Linked DNA regions of Rattus norvegicus: all the other regions are linked to region 3. A link is a contact called in public Hi-C data. All regions are on one chromosome and are shown on one strand. The core of a region is the stretch at or near the end of the contact, and the rest is flanking DNA. Distances in the headings are between cores, read along the strand shown. Region 1 has its middle 30 kb from the start of Nek2. Region 2 overlaps Nek2 (NIMA-related kinase 2). Region 3 overlaps Rd3 (RD3 regulator of GUCY2D).

Evidence for each region. Hi-C and Micro-C count contacts between places; a contact is called where the count stands out from the background.
Region 1: a Hi-C map of the A7r5 cell line shows a contact between it and region 3, with 3 times the contacts expected there. The contact joins two enhancer-like sites. A contact is called at or near these places in 8 of 12 Hi-C or Micro-C datasets (the A7r5 cell line, the Rat2 cell line, Schwann cells and 4 more).
Region 2: a Hi-C map of the A7r5 cell line shows a contact between it and region 3, with 3 times the contacts expected there. The contact joins two enhancer-like sites. A contact is called at or near these places in 8 of 12 Hi-C or Micro-C datasets (the A7r5 cell line, the Rat2 cell line, Schwann cells and 4 more).

Annotation. Positions count from the first base shown.
Region 1 is chr13:105,965,242-105,969,069 of GRCr8, reverse strand. No RefSeq gene overlaps it. Among named protein-coding and RNA genes, the nearest start is that of Nek2, 30 kb to the right of the region's middle. Within about 2 kb of position 2,244, at least 4 of the 93 cell types and tissues checked have an H3K27ac peak or open chromatin away from gene starts, as enhancers often do. A contact at or near this core is called in the A7r5 cell line, where this site is marked.
Region 2 is chr13:105,942,619-105,946,459 of GRCr8, reverse strand. Nek2 (NIMA-related kinase 2) reads right to left here. Exons shown (of 8, transcript NM_053691.2): 5 at 3,730-3,841; 6 at 2,725-2,944; 7 at 1-26. Among named protein-coding and RNA genes, the nearest start is that of Nek2, 7.7 kb to the right of the region's middle. Within about 2 kb of position 1,474, at least 6 of the 93 cell types and tissues checked have an H3K27ac peak or open chromatin away from gene starts, as enhancers often do. A contact at or near this core is called in the A7r5 cell line, where this site is marked.
Region 3 is chr13:106,065,432-106,069,520 of GRCr8, reverse strand. Rd3 (RD3 regulator of GUCY2D) reads right to left here. Exons shown (of 6, transcript XM_063272732.1): 2 at 1,748-1,886; 3 at 885-1,007; 4 at 1-797. Among named protein-coding and RNA genes, the nearest start is that of Rd3, 6.8 kb to the right of the region's middle. Within about 2 kb of position 1,715, at least 21 of the 93 cell types and tissues checked have an H3K27ac peak or open chromatin away from gene starts, as enhancers often do. A contact at or near this core is called in the A7r5 cell line, where this site is marked.

The DNA of each region.
Region 1 (3,828 bases), core at 995-3,494, 100 kb after region 3:
CCCCTCACTACCCCTCTGGCTTTTATTGTGTTTTCTTTTAATGCTTACACCCCACTCCTCCCAAAATGTGTACTACAAATAAATAAGAGACAGTCACTCTGGGGTTGGGGATTTAGCTCAGTGTTAGAGCGCTTGCCTAGCAAGTGCAAGGCCCTGGGTTTGGTCCCCAGCTCTGAAAAAAAGTAAAAAAAAAAAAAAAAGACAGTCACTCCAATGACACCTCCCCTTTAAGAAAAAGAAAAAAAAGGAGGAGTAGGAGGAGTTGTGGGTCAAGTGTCACCAGATAGAAAAACTGGCAAGGTCAAGCAGATTAAGGAAGCCTGGCAATTCTCCCGAACTCCGCCCTCCCCACCCCCACCCCTCGCCCCCATCACTTCCCTCCCCTTCCCAACTCCTTGAGGTTCCCAGAGGCATCTGGGTACTCAGGAGTTTGGGAACACAGCCTCAGCCCCAGTTCAAGATGTTTCTCATGGGGAGAAGCACAGTCTGGGGTCCCCATCTTAGGTTGCTTTCTGCCTCCCCTGAACAGGTGTCAGCGTGCCTCACACCCTGATGGCGGAAAGGAAGGAACATAGCCTAGCATCTCTGTGCTTCCTCTCCTTGAGCTGTGTTCACGTACCATAGCAATGAGGTGAAACGAAGACCCACATTGCCTCAGTTTCCCCCCTTTAAAAATGAGAGTGGTTTCCAATACCTTTGATCCCCTTACCTTTTACCTCATCCTTCCTGGTGTTGGGGTGGGGAAGGACACAGAAGCCTGTCGTGGGGCTCCTGTACTCAGAGGTCTCAACATGAACCATGGGAGGCTGTGGACTTTGAGGTCTCCAGTCAAAGAAGACAGAAGCAGCAGCCCACCGCTGTGGGAGGAGGTACCACAGTGACCCAGAGTACTGCCTAGAGAGTATCCCTAAGGTTGAAGAACAGACCCCCCGGAGCATCTGTGGCGTCAGAGAAAGCACTGCAGAGGCTTCTGGGAGAGTCTGCCACAGAAACACATGGACGGGCTTGAAGAGCAGCTCTGAAGCCAAACCCACTCCAAGTGCCTCTCAACTTTGGAAGGAGAGCCACTGCCAAGCAACAACTAAGCTCTGCGTTCCTCCAAGGCTCAGAAATGTGTCCATCAGCTGCACCAAGGCCTGTCAGGGGCCGATTCCACCAGGCTGGGCAGCAAGGCAGCAGAGAGAAGCGTTGGGAAACAAAGCTGGAGGAGAATCAAGAGTCCTTCCCACAGTCCCACGCATGGCAAAGCTGCCAGCAGCTCCCTGCTTGGCTTCTTCACTGGACAATAGGAGGTAGAGCAAGCTACCCAACACTCCCTTCCTCTGCAAACCCAACCAGATGTCCCCGTGTGCCCTTGCATTCCGCCCAGCTCCCTTGCTGCAACCTGTGGAGTCTGCTAACCAATGGCGGGGGACCTGGGAGCCAAGGTCAGGGGTGGACCAGGCTGAGAGTAACCTCAGCTAGCCAGCGCTATGGCCCAGCCTGTCAGGATAAGGCAGGAAGCTCACCAGGGATGAGCTGACAACCTTCCCTCCCTTACCTCCAGGACTCTGCAACATGGCTGTCCTGCAGGGACAAGAGCAATGAATGCCTTGTACCAGTGCAGGTACTGACATGCCCTGTGTTTTGTATCTTATAGACACCCCTGGCCACACTCTTTATCTTGGGCTAGAGTCCCCTGAAGTTCTCTCTTCACCCATAGCCAGAAGGATCCAGAGGTCCTGGGTCCCTAAAGAAGACAGTCAGAGATTGGTGACTCCATAGCATTGGGTCCCTAACTGAGGCCAGCGAACAGGCTGGCTTGCGGCTGCCTCAGCTCCAGCAGCCCCAGCCTCTTGACTCATGTAGCTAAGACTCCGATAGACAGATCTCCAGCCATCTGTCTGAAGAGCTTAGTACCAGCAGTATGCTTACTAACCCAAGCTCTCCCAACCCCAGGCTATTCACTTCCCCCGAGGCTCTCCCTTCCCTCTCCCCCCAGGCTCCCTCCTCCCTCTCTCATTGGGGAAAGTAGGGCTTAGTTCAGGAGTCACAGAGCTCAACCAGTTGGAGCTGGAGTCTCAGCTCTACCACCCTGGTGTGACCTTTGGAGAGCAGCACGGTCTTCACCAGATCCCATTCCTGATGTCAGTGAATGGGGCTAACACCGACTCACCCATAAACCGGCTCATGGTGTCTCACATGTGGTAGGCAGCTCCTGAGTATGAACTCAGTATTGTGGTTGCTGCCTCTCGTGTGAGCTACTGGGATGACAGATGGAGGTCAGGGTTTGTGGCAAGCACCCTTACTCCCCGAGCCATCTTCATGCCTACGGGAGAGCTTTTAAAGATAAAACTGAGGAAGATTGCATCAGATATTTTGAAGCAATAAGTGTCTGCCACGATGATTAATAATGGGAGTGATGTCAGTCAGAGGCTGAACAGTCTTGCTCAGTAGGCATCCCTGAGGTGCAGTGGCCTCTGTGCAAGTTCACAGTTGGCCTGAGACAGAAGCAATCATGCTGGAGCAGTCCTTCCAGGTGACCGCAAGGCTCCACTCTCTTTCCTTTGGGTCTGGTTAGAATTGACACAGCAAGTCCATTCTGACAATATTTACTTTGACCCATTCTACAGATGAAGAAACAGGGGCCTAGGGACCATTAGATTTTCCCAGGGTGACTCAGCTGGGAAATATCCCAGGGCTACACAATTCAGTTTGTGACTTTTTTCTCTTTCTTTTCCCTTTTCCTTCTCTTCTCTTCTCTTCTCTTCTCTTCTCTTCTCTTCTCTTCTCTTCTCTTCTCTTCTCTCTCTCCCCCCCCCTCTCTCTGTGCATAGAGGAGAAAGGTTAGCCTCAGGTGCCACTCCTCAAAACCCCAGGAGTCTGCCCATCTCTGCCTCTCCAGCTCTAGATTTATAAGCATGTGACACCATGCTATTTACACAAATCAAGCTCAGATTCTGAGTGTGTGTGGGTGCTGGGAATTGAACTCAGGTCCTCTGGCAGAGCAGCCAGTGCTCTTAACCACTACACCATCTTTATAGTGTCATAATGTGGTTGGTTTTTTTCCCTAAATTTCCACACAGAACTTACACAACAAATGTAACGGAAAACCCTAATTTTCCTTTCAGTCAGACCTTGACGGTCAGTATTGGTGCTGTGTGAGGAAGAGGACTTTGTCATGTGACCCAGCCTCCTGCTCTCTTTCCTCACCGATCACGGTGTTAGTCACTCGAGCGCTGGACAGAAGCCATTCACGTTCATACACTTACTAAATCTCGTTCAACATGTTTTACTTCCTTCTTTCTTCTTCTTCTTCTTCTTCTTCTTCTTCTTCTTCTTCTTCTTCTTCTTCTTCTTCTTCTTCTTCTTCTTCTTCTTCTTTTCTTCTTCTTCTTCTCATGTGGTTCTCCTCAGTTTTGTTTTCCTAACAAAACCAGAGGCTTCCTGGGAAAGGTATCCACTAGCAGGCTCACACTAAACCGAAAGAAAACTCTTTGACAAGGACCCCATTTCAGGCCGAGGCTCAGCTTGAGTCTGAAAGTCTGTTCAGCTGTTCCCCTTCACTCCCTGGCTTCCTTCACAGGCAGCCCCACTCCTCAGGAGCAGAGGAAGGCCACAGTGAAAAGCCAAAGGGTTTCAGGAACTCATCCTCCATCCATGAGCTAATGGGTAGCTGTTAAAGGCCAAATCAAAGGCTCTGTGCATGTTAGGCACTGACACGTGTCCCCAACTAGGATCAATGATAAGCGACATATAACACGTAATATAGCTTCTGTTCAGAGACAGTCTCATGTACCTCAGGCTGACCTCAGATTCACTGTGTAGCCAATGATAGCTTGTAACTTA
Region 2 (3,841 bases), core at 225-2,724, 120 kb after region 3:
TCGAATACAAAGTTCACGTTCTTTCTCTTGAAAAAAGGAATGGAAAAGCAACACCAATGACTAAGGAGCTCTGGCCACAAACATCTCCTGCAGCCTGGCGGTCCTATCTCCTCCTCTCCTCACCCCACTTGCAGGCTGGGAAAGTTCTCAACCTTCCTAATGCTGGGACCCTTTAATACACTTCCCCATGTTGTGGTGACCCCAACCACAACAGGATTTCTGTTGCTACTTCATAACTATAACTTTGCTATTGTTATAAATCACAATATAAATATGACATGCAGGGTCTATTTTCATTGTTACAAATCGAACATAATTAAAGCAGTGATTAATCACAAAAATATATGTAATTACATATTGTGAAATATTTACTCCTAATTACAAATAAATGTAATTTTGTCTTGAAGCATGGGGTGGCATTGGTAACGATCTTAACACAACAGTAAACTATACTTTGCCACACTTTGCAGCAGCTCCAGTAGAAAGAAACCTCACTGCAAAGGTTGGGATTGCTGCTCCTCACCCGATCAGAGCTCTTAGGCCGTCTTTGCAAGAGCACAAGTCTCTGCTCTGGCGTGCCACTGCTGCTGCTGTGTTTGCTATCCCAACACCACCAAACCAGACTGCTGCTATGTTCATAAAGTGTTTGTGAGTAGCTTGAGCACCGCTGATGATTCTTGTGAACTCAACTGCTGATTTCTTGACAAAGCAGGTGAGAGCTGCTCCAAAAAAACAATTGCTAAACAGGTCCACTGCCCCTGTATCCTAACAGCCTTTCTTTTCCACTATCTCTGGTGGGCTAGAAGGAAGGGCAAAGCATTTAAGAACCATCTTTAAAAACAGGGTTTAAAAAAATTAAAAGACTGGGGTTGGGGATTTAGCTCAGTGGTAGAGCACTTGCCTATCAAGCACAAGGCCCTGGGTTCGGGCCTCAGCTTCGAAAAAAACAAACAAAAAAGACTACAGGGTATAGCCACAAACACTTGCTCCAGAGTTCTGTAGCTGGGCATTGTGAAGGAATCGGCCCTCACTGTGCCACTCTAAGTTCAGTGGACAAACTCCTCTTGTGCTGTAACAGCTTCGACTTTAGCAAGTGCAAATGAGCATCATGCAGACTTGGAAAAGACAATGAAATGTCTTGTCTGTAAGCATGTGCAAGTGTTCTCACACAGAAATTATCTCTGTAATCTATTTGTCTGAATCAATGTCATGTTCCTCCCAAAAAAAAAAAAAAAAAAAAAAAAAGCAGGTAAGGTAGGCAGCATGTACATTTTATTTTTATCCTTTTATCCATTTATTTATTTGCCAAAGCTGAAGTTCTACTACTTGGAACAATCAGATCCTCCAGACAAATGGAGGCATGTTCTATTTGGTCCTTGCAGTGACAAATATGGAACCTAGAAAGTTACTGTCTGCAGTCACTTCTATATTACTGCCAAGTGCTCAGCCCTGCACTGAGCTTTCTGCCTGAGAACGCTTTTCCTCTTGACAACCGTTTCATCATCTCAGTGTGAGTAAGCAGAGCTTATTTGCAGCGTCCATCCATGCGTCCGACTATTTTAAGGGCTCACCTTTACAAAGCTGACTCAGAATGCTTTTCATTACCTTTCATTGTTGTTGTTTTGTTTTGAGACAGGGATTCTCTATGCAGCTCTGGTGCCCTCTGAGACCCACCTGCCTCTGCTTCCTGGGTGCTGGGGTTAAAGGCACGTGCCACCATGCCCAGCCCTTTTCACTACTTCTCATAACTCTGTGGCAGTGTCTTCATGGCTAATATTTGCCAATGAATCATACAGTGAGTTCTGATGATTTCTGGTGACTCACTCAGCTCCAAACATTGAAATCCAGATCTACCTCTTTGCATAGCCAGAGCACCATCTGTGCAAATACCAGACCTTCCCAAGAGCTCCTATGCTCCTTCAGAAATGAACCAATTGTGCCCTGCAGTCGTTTCAAGAGCCTTGCGAAAAAGGAAACTGGTCTCTAAAGTTCCATCATTAATGTACCTCATGTAAACCAGTAAAGGAAAAGCCTGCATCTGTGGACTCACAGAACTGGATACCAAATACTGAAGTGGAGCAAATTTACTTTGCTAGATTGTCTAATTAAGAACATCAGCAGATGTGTTAGGCCTGTCTCTGGGCATCTTGGGTGTCTTCTGTGTGTCCTCTGCTGCATGGTAGAGGCCACCTCTGGGTGGCTTTCAAGTCTGAGCTCATCAGCTTTGTTTCTAAACAATCCATATGCTTGCCAGGAGGGCACTGACGCATGCCCGCTACCAAACAGGAGAGCACAGACACACACCTGCTACCAAAATGGTACTTTATTTTGCTCAGCTTCCTAGATTTGGCTGATAGAAATTCACAACAAATAACACACTGTGGCCCCAACTCTTACTGTAATTACTGAGGTAAAACCACACTGTAGAAAATTCTCTCTATATTCTCTCCATGACCATTGTCATGGGATGGTTTTCTAATAGAATTTCTAATGAAATCATATATATATATGTATGTATGTATGTATGTATGTATGTATGTATGTATGTGTGTGTATATATATATATATATATACAATCCCCAGGACCTGCAACTAAAAAGAAAAAGAAGGTTCCAATGGCCTGTGCATATAAGTTCTTCTGTTCAGTCCCCAGCCCCACCTTTCCACTGCAGTCAGTTGCTGGCTCCCTGGCTCCCTGGCTCCCTGGCTCTGGGCACTACTCACGCTCCAGGCTGTCCTCCCGAGCTCTCAGTGCTCGCTCTCGATCCTGCAGCTGCCTTTCCTTCAACTTGAGCTCACTCAGCACAGGGCTGGAGTCCTGCAGCTTCGAAGGCTCGCCTGAGCGCCGTCCCCTCCTCTCCAGATTTCTCCTTTGCTCTTCTGCAACCAAGTCTGCTATCAAAGGGCTCTCCAGAATTTCCTCCACTGAAGGTCGATGGTAGTCCTGAAGAAAGTGTGGCAGGCAGATCAGAGTCATCTTAAGAAAAGCAGCTACGTTAGCAGGGTAAACAAAAGACAGTTCCTGCATCGAGAGATATCTGGTTAAACACCTGGAAACACAAGTTCACTGGTCACAAAGTGCTAGGTCTGCACCAAGACACAGGTTTATCTTCCTGTTTGATTTTAAGGAGCTGGCTCAGGCCTGCAGAACTACTCACACCTATACACACACTGGAAATCATTGGGCTGCTCTGCAGAAGTGGGACCTGCTTCTCTAAATACCAAGGACATCCTCACAACCTTTAGTCTTACCAGTCTGTCCCCCGCATGCCCCACCACACCCCTCCTGCATCCTCCACAAAGCCCCAGCTCCCCACTTCACTCTCTCTCATCAGCTGACAAAGACCACCTGCCTCCTGTCCCACCAGCCAGCTAGAGAACCTTTGCAGGATATTTTCACCCTGTTGACCTTCCTCTCATACTCTGTCATCCCTTACAGAGAAGGGAGAGTAACAGCCCATTCTGGTTCCTTCCTTACTCTCACTGCTGCTCTGAGATCGGCCTTTCCTCAGTCCTTCCATGCCACGACCCACTGGTCACTGTGGCAGAAGATGTGAGGCTGTGGATGTTGAGGAGACGTGTCTCCACACCTGTGAGCGTCCGCCTGCGCGAACACGATTTTAGCCAGAGAGACTGACGGCTTCTTTAGTTATCATCCATCTTTACACAAGAATACATCTCCAAAGTTCAGAGTCTGAGACAGAGCACACAAGGCCTTGCAACCATTACCTTTAAATTCAGCATCCGAGTGATGAGGTCATTCAAGCCATCAGAGTAGCGGTAGGGGATGCGCCGGAACCTCCCTTCCCTGATTTTCCCCGCTAACTCTTTCTGGTTGAAA
Region 3 (4,089 bases), core at 466-2,965:
GTCCCAGTTGTCTCAGGGGTGCTAGCAGGCAGAGGGTTAGTTAAGGTGGGACCTCCACAGTGCAGCTCTGGTGAAGTCCTCATCTATGCTGAGGTCACACCATGCTCTGTAAGTTCAGTGAGTTGCTGAGGGTTTGCAGAGCTAGACGCTGTCGCCGTTGCTGTGGCTGTCGCTGTTGCTATGGCTGGTGTTTATTCGGGGCTCCCAGGAAAAGCAAAGTCATCAGTCATGTCCCTTCTTGCCGATAAACTTGTGTTATCATTCCATACCAGTAGATCTGATTAGCACCACATTCTCTCCTCTTATCTATAAACCTTTATTTAGCTTTCGTGTCTGCAGACTGGTGCTGCTCCGTATACGATGCTACATGGATGCACGTCTGTTCTATTCAGACTAGAAATCATCATTCTTAGATAATCGGGCATTCTCTTCCTCTGTTTACTGTCAAAAATCTCCTTGTCTTTAGTATGTTGGCATCTGATCTGGGAGATATCCATCCTGCCTGCTGCTCTCTGGATTTCCTGTGTCCAGGGGCAATCAAGGAGAAGGTGCTAAGGGGTCTCTGCTATCCAAGGCTAGGCAATGGAACTACACGTGTGTACGCACGCACGCGCTCACCTTTGAAAACTGGACACAGAAGAAACCCAATAACCCACACAGTTGGTTGGCTCAGATAACTTTTGAAGAGTCTGGTCATCATCATCAGGTTTCCAGCGGCTGCCCAGGGTTAGGCCAGCAGGTTGGGAGTTCCAGGTAGGCTATAGACGGGCTTGCCTTGACCCGCAGAGGGAGGAGAGCTAAGAGAAGCAGGGTTTGGAGAATGTCAGTGGTTCTTAAAACTAAAAACCGATTTCTGGGCTCCACCAAAAACAAAACAAACGAACCAGAGGATGGTTTGGTCTTGCGCTGTGTCGGCTAATTGCGAATGACAGCGACATCTTGTGGTGATGATGGGAAGGAGCCTCGCAGAGCACGCCAACTTCGCCACCACACAGCTGCAGCGCCACCTGTAGAGAGCCAGGAGAGAGAGACTCCTAGGCTCATTCGGTCTGCTGGGGTGTTAGGTCCTGCAAGTCATATTTACTCTAGGGAAAGGGAAACCCAGTGTTGGGGAATTTCTGGTCTGTTTCAGACTACCTATATTCATTCACTAGTTCCTCGGGGCTGTTCCTCAGTTCCATGCCCAGTGACTAGCTTCCACCCAAAGCAGCATTTGACTTAATACCCATGATGCCTCATCATCCGTCCTTGGCAAGACAGATGAAGATTTGGGGCTAGAGGTGAGGTGCCTTGTGAGCTGTGAAGTACGGAGAGTGACCCCACAAGCCAGGCCTGGTGTATTACACTCAGACAACTGTGAAACCCGTAATTCAGGGTGACTCCTTGGACAGCCTGAGCCTGTGTCTGAGGCCTTAGTTTGAATCCTGACTGTGCCTAAACTCTCTAGCATTTGTGAACGCCACAAGAAGTCAGCAGCCACTTAGGTGCAGAGAGGTTAAGTATAGGAAAGTTCTCAGCTCCAGTCCCTCTATATCATCAGACACTCAGATGTGGGCCGGGGGCACAACCAGGAATGGATGTGCACCAAGGCTCCGGGGACAACAGGCTTCCTCTGGAACAAGATATTAATGATTAACAACCAGGTTAAGGAGGCCTGAAGTGGGAGTGAGCCCAGGGGAGGGGCAAGGGCAGCAGGTCCCCACCCCCAGGCCTTGCGGCTGGACGGCTGGACGTAGTGCTGAGTCACCTTGAAGCAGGCCTCGCCAGTTCAGGCCCTGGAGTGACCTCTGCTCACCGGCAGCAGGGGGCGCACTCTGGGCCTCCGAGCCTCAGGCCTAGGAAGGTGGATGACTTCAGGCAGCTCAGAGAAGGAGAGGGGAGAGGGCCTAAAGGGAAGAGGAAAAGAAGAGGGGAGAGAACACAGTTTTTTAAAGGCCCTGTTAGGTTTTCGAGAGAGCCAAGGCCAGCCCTGTCTGGAAAAGAGGCATGTGACACAATGTAAGGTGTCCAGGTTGAAGCCATCTGAGCAAGCAGTCCTGCTTCAGAGCTAGTGGGCCCTGGGCTCTCCCCTAGTCTGACCACAGCAGTAGCTCCAGAAACAGGGGAGCCAGCAATAGTACAGGAACCGAAGCGCATGGGGAGCGCATGGGATGGAGGTTCCCACTGCGCTGGACAACATAGCTGTAAATGATGCTAACATCGGCCATCTGGGGTGCCCAAGAGGTGGGTACTGTGTTCAAAACAGGACGCTCGTTTATTAAGCCATTGACTCGTTAATTCAACAACTATTAAGAACTTGGCAGGAACGTAATGACCTGTCTCCTCCATGGCAGCAAGAACATCAAGAAAAGTCCAGTTAGAACCCTGCCCTGGTGCTACCAATCACACACAAACTTTGGAAAACCCCAGCCCTGCTGCAAGGGGGAAAAGGATGGCAGCCTGAGGCCAGGGGAGACAGTGCTGTCAGGCAAGGGGAGAAGCGGGAGGCAGGCTTGCCTGTGGGGTCTCACGTGGCTCAGATCCTCACGGCTGAGCCAGTGTTTCCCAGAGGCTCTGGGTGACTCACCAGCCCCTAAGCCTCTGAGTGTTGCTTGTCTCACTCTGCCTTCCTTCCACACAGCTTAAGCCTTTCCTTAAGCCTTCCCTCTCCTAAGTTGCCTTGGTTAGGTTGTTTTTACCACAGTGCTGAGCAGTGGCTCTGTAGCCACACTTTCTGCGGCCATGCGCCCTCCCTCCCCACATGCACTCTCTGTCCTTTCACAGTAACACTGTTCATTCTCTGGCATGGAAAGCTGGGTATGAGCTTTAGACTCATCTACACTAACCGGCCATCTTTACCTGTAGAAGGAAAGGTTCTGGCTCCACTCATGTTCCGTGAAGTGACTGGACAAGGACACCTGACTAAATACATGGGAAACTGTCCTCGAGTGTCTCCAAACACAGTGTACGGAGGGGACAAAGCTCTGTAGGGCTTAGCCACTCAGAATGTAAGGTGGGCCCCGGGCCCTGCACCCTCCATAGGCTGATCCATGGCTGCTGGCAGGAGACTCTTACACTGGGTGGGAGGCAGAGAGAGGATCTGGAGCTTGTGTCTTTGAAACGTCCTAAGGGCAGCCTGGTGTATAACATGCCGTGACCCAGTCTCTCTTTCTGTTCAGGAGGTTGGCACAGTAACCACTCTAAGCCCAAGGTTAGGCTTTTCCCACACCTCCCTTGTACAGGTCTCCCGTCTCTGCCTTCTGTACTCTTGCCCTATTAACCTGCTCTGCTTCCGAGGCTCTCACAACAGTGCCTGTGGCTGAGGATCAAGTGTTAGACTCGAGTCTGTGCGTGTGTGTGCATGGTGGATGTGAGTATGTGGTATGTATGTGCATCTGTGTGTGTGTGTGTGTATGTGTGTGTGTGTATGTGTGTGTGTGCATGGTGGATGTAAGTATGTGTGTGGTACGTATGTGTGTCTGTATGTGTGCATGTATGTGTCTGTATATCTGTATGTGTGTGTCCACATTGTCTATGTGTGTATGGTTTGTGTATATGTGAGAGTGCGTGTATATGTGTATATGTGTATATTGTGTCTCTGTGAGAGTGCGTGGTATATGTGTCTGTGTGTGTGAGTTGTAAATGTAGTGTATGCACAGGTGTGTATCTATGTGTGTATGTACACATGTGTGGGATGTATGCAAATGTGTGCATGATATATGTGTATGGGATGTATGTCTCTGTTTGCATGTGTATGTCTCTGTATGCATGGTGTGTGTGGTGTGTGTATATGTGTATGCACCATATGTGTGCATGTGTATTTGTGTGTGGTGTGATGTGTGCATGTGTGAGTGTCTCTGTGTGTGGTGTGTGTGCATATGTGAGTGTGTCTGTATATGCCTTGTGTATGAGTTGTGAGTGTGTGGTGTGTGTACATTTTATAGTCAAACCAAGGCTGCTGAGAGTAAAGAGGAGCCCAGTGTGGCTGGGGTACAGAAAAGGAGAGTGTCATATGACATTCTAGCAAAGTGAGGTGAGGGATCCAGATGGTACAGGGATTTGTAAACTGTGCACTGGTTGCTTACCTCAGGAAAGTCTGTGCACTGGTTA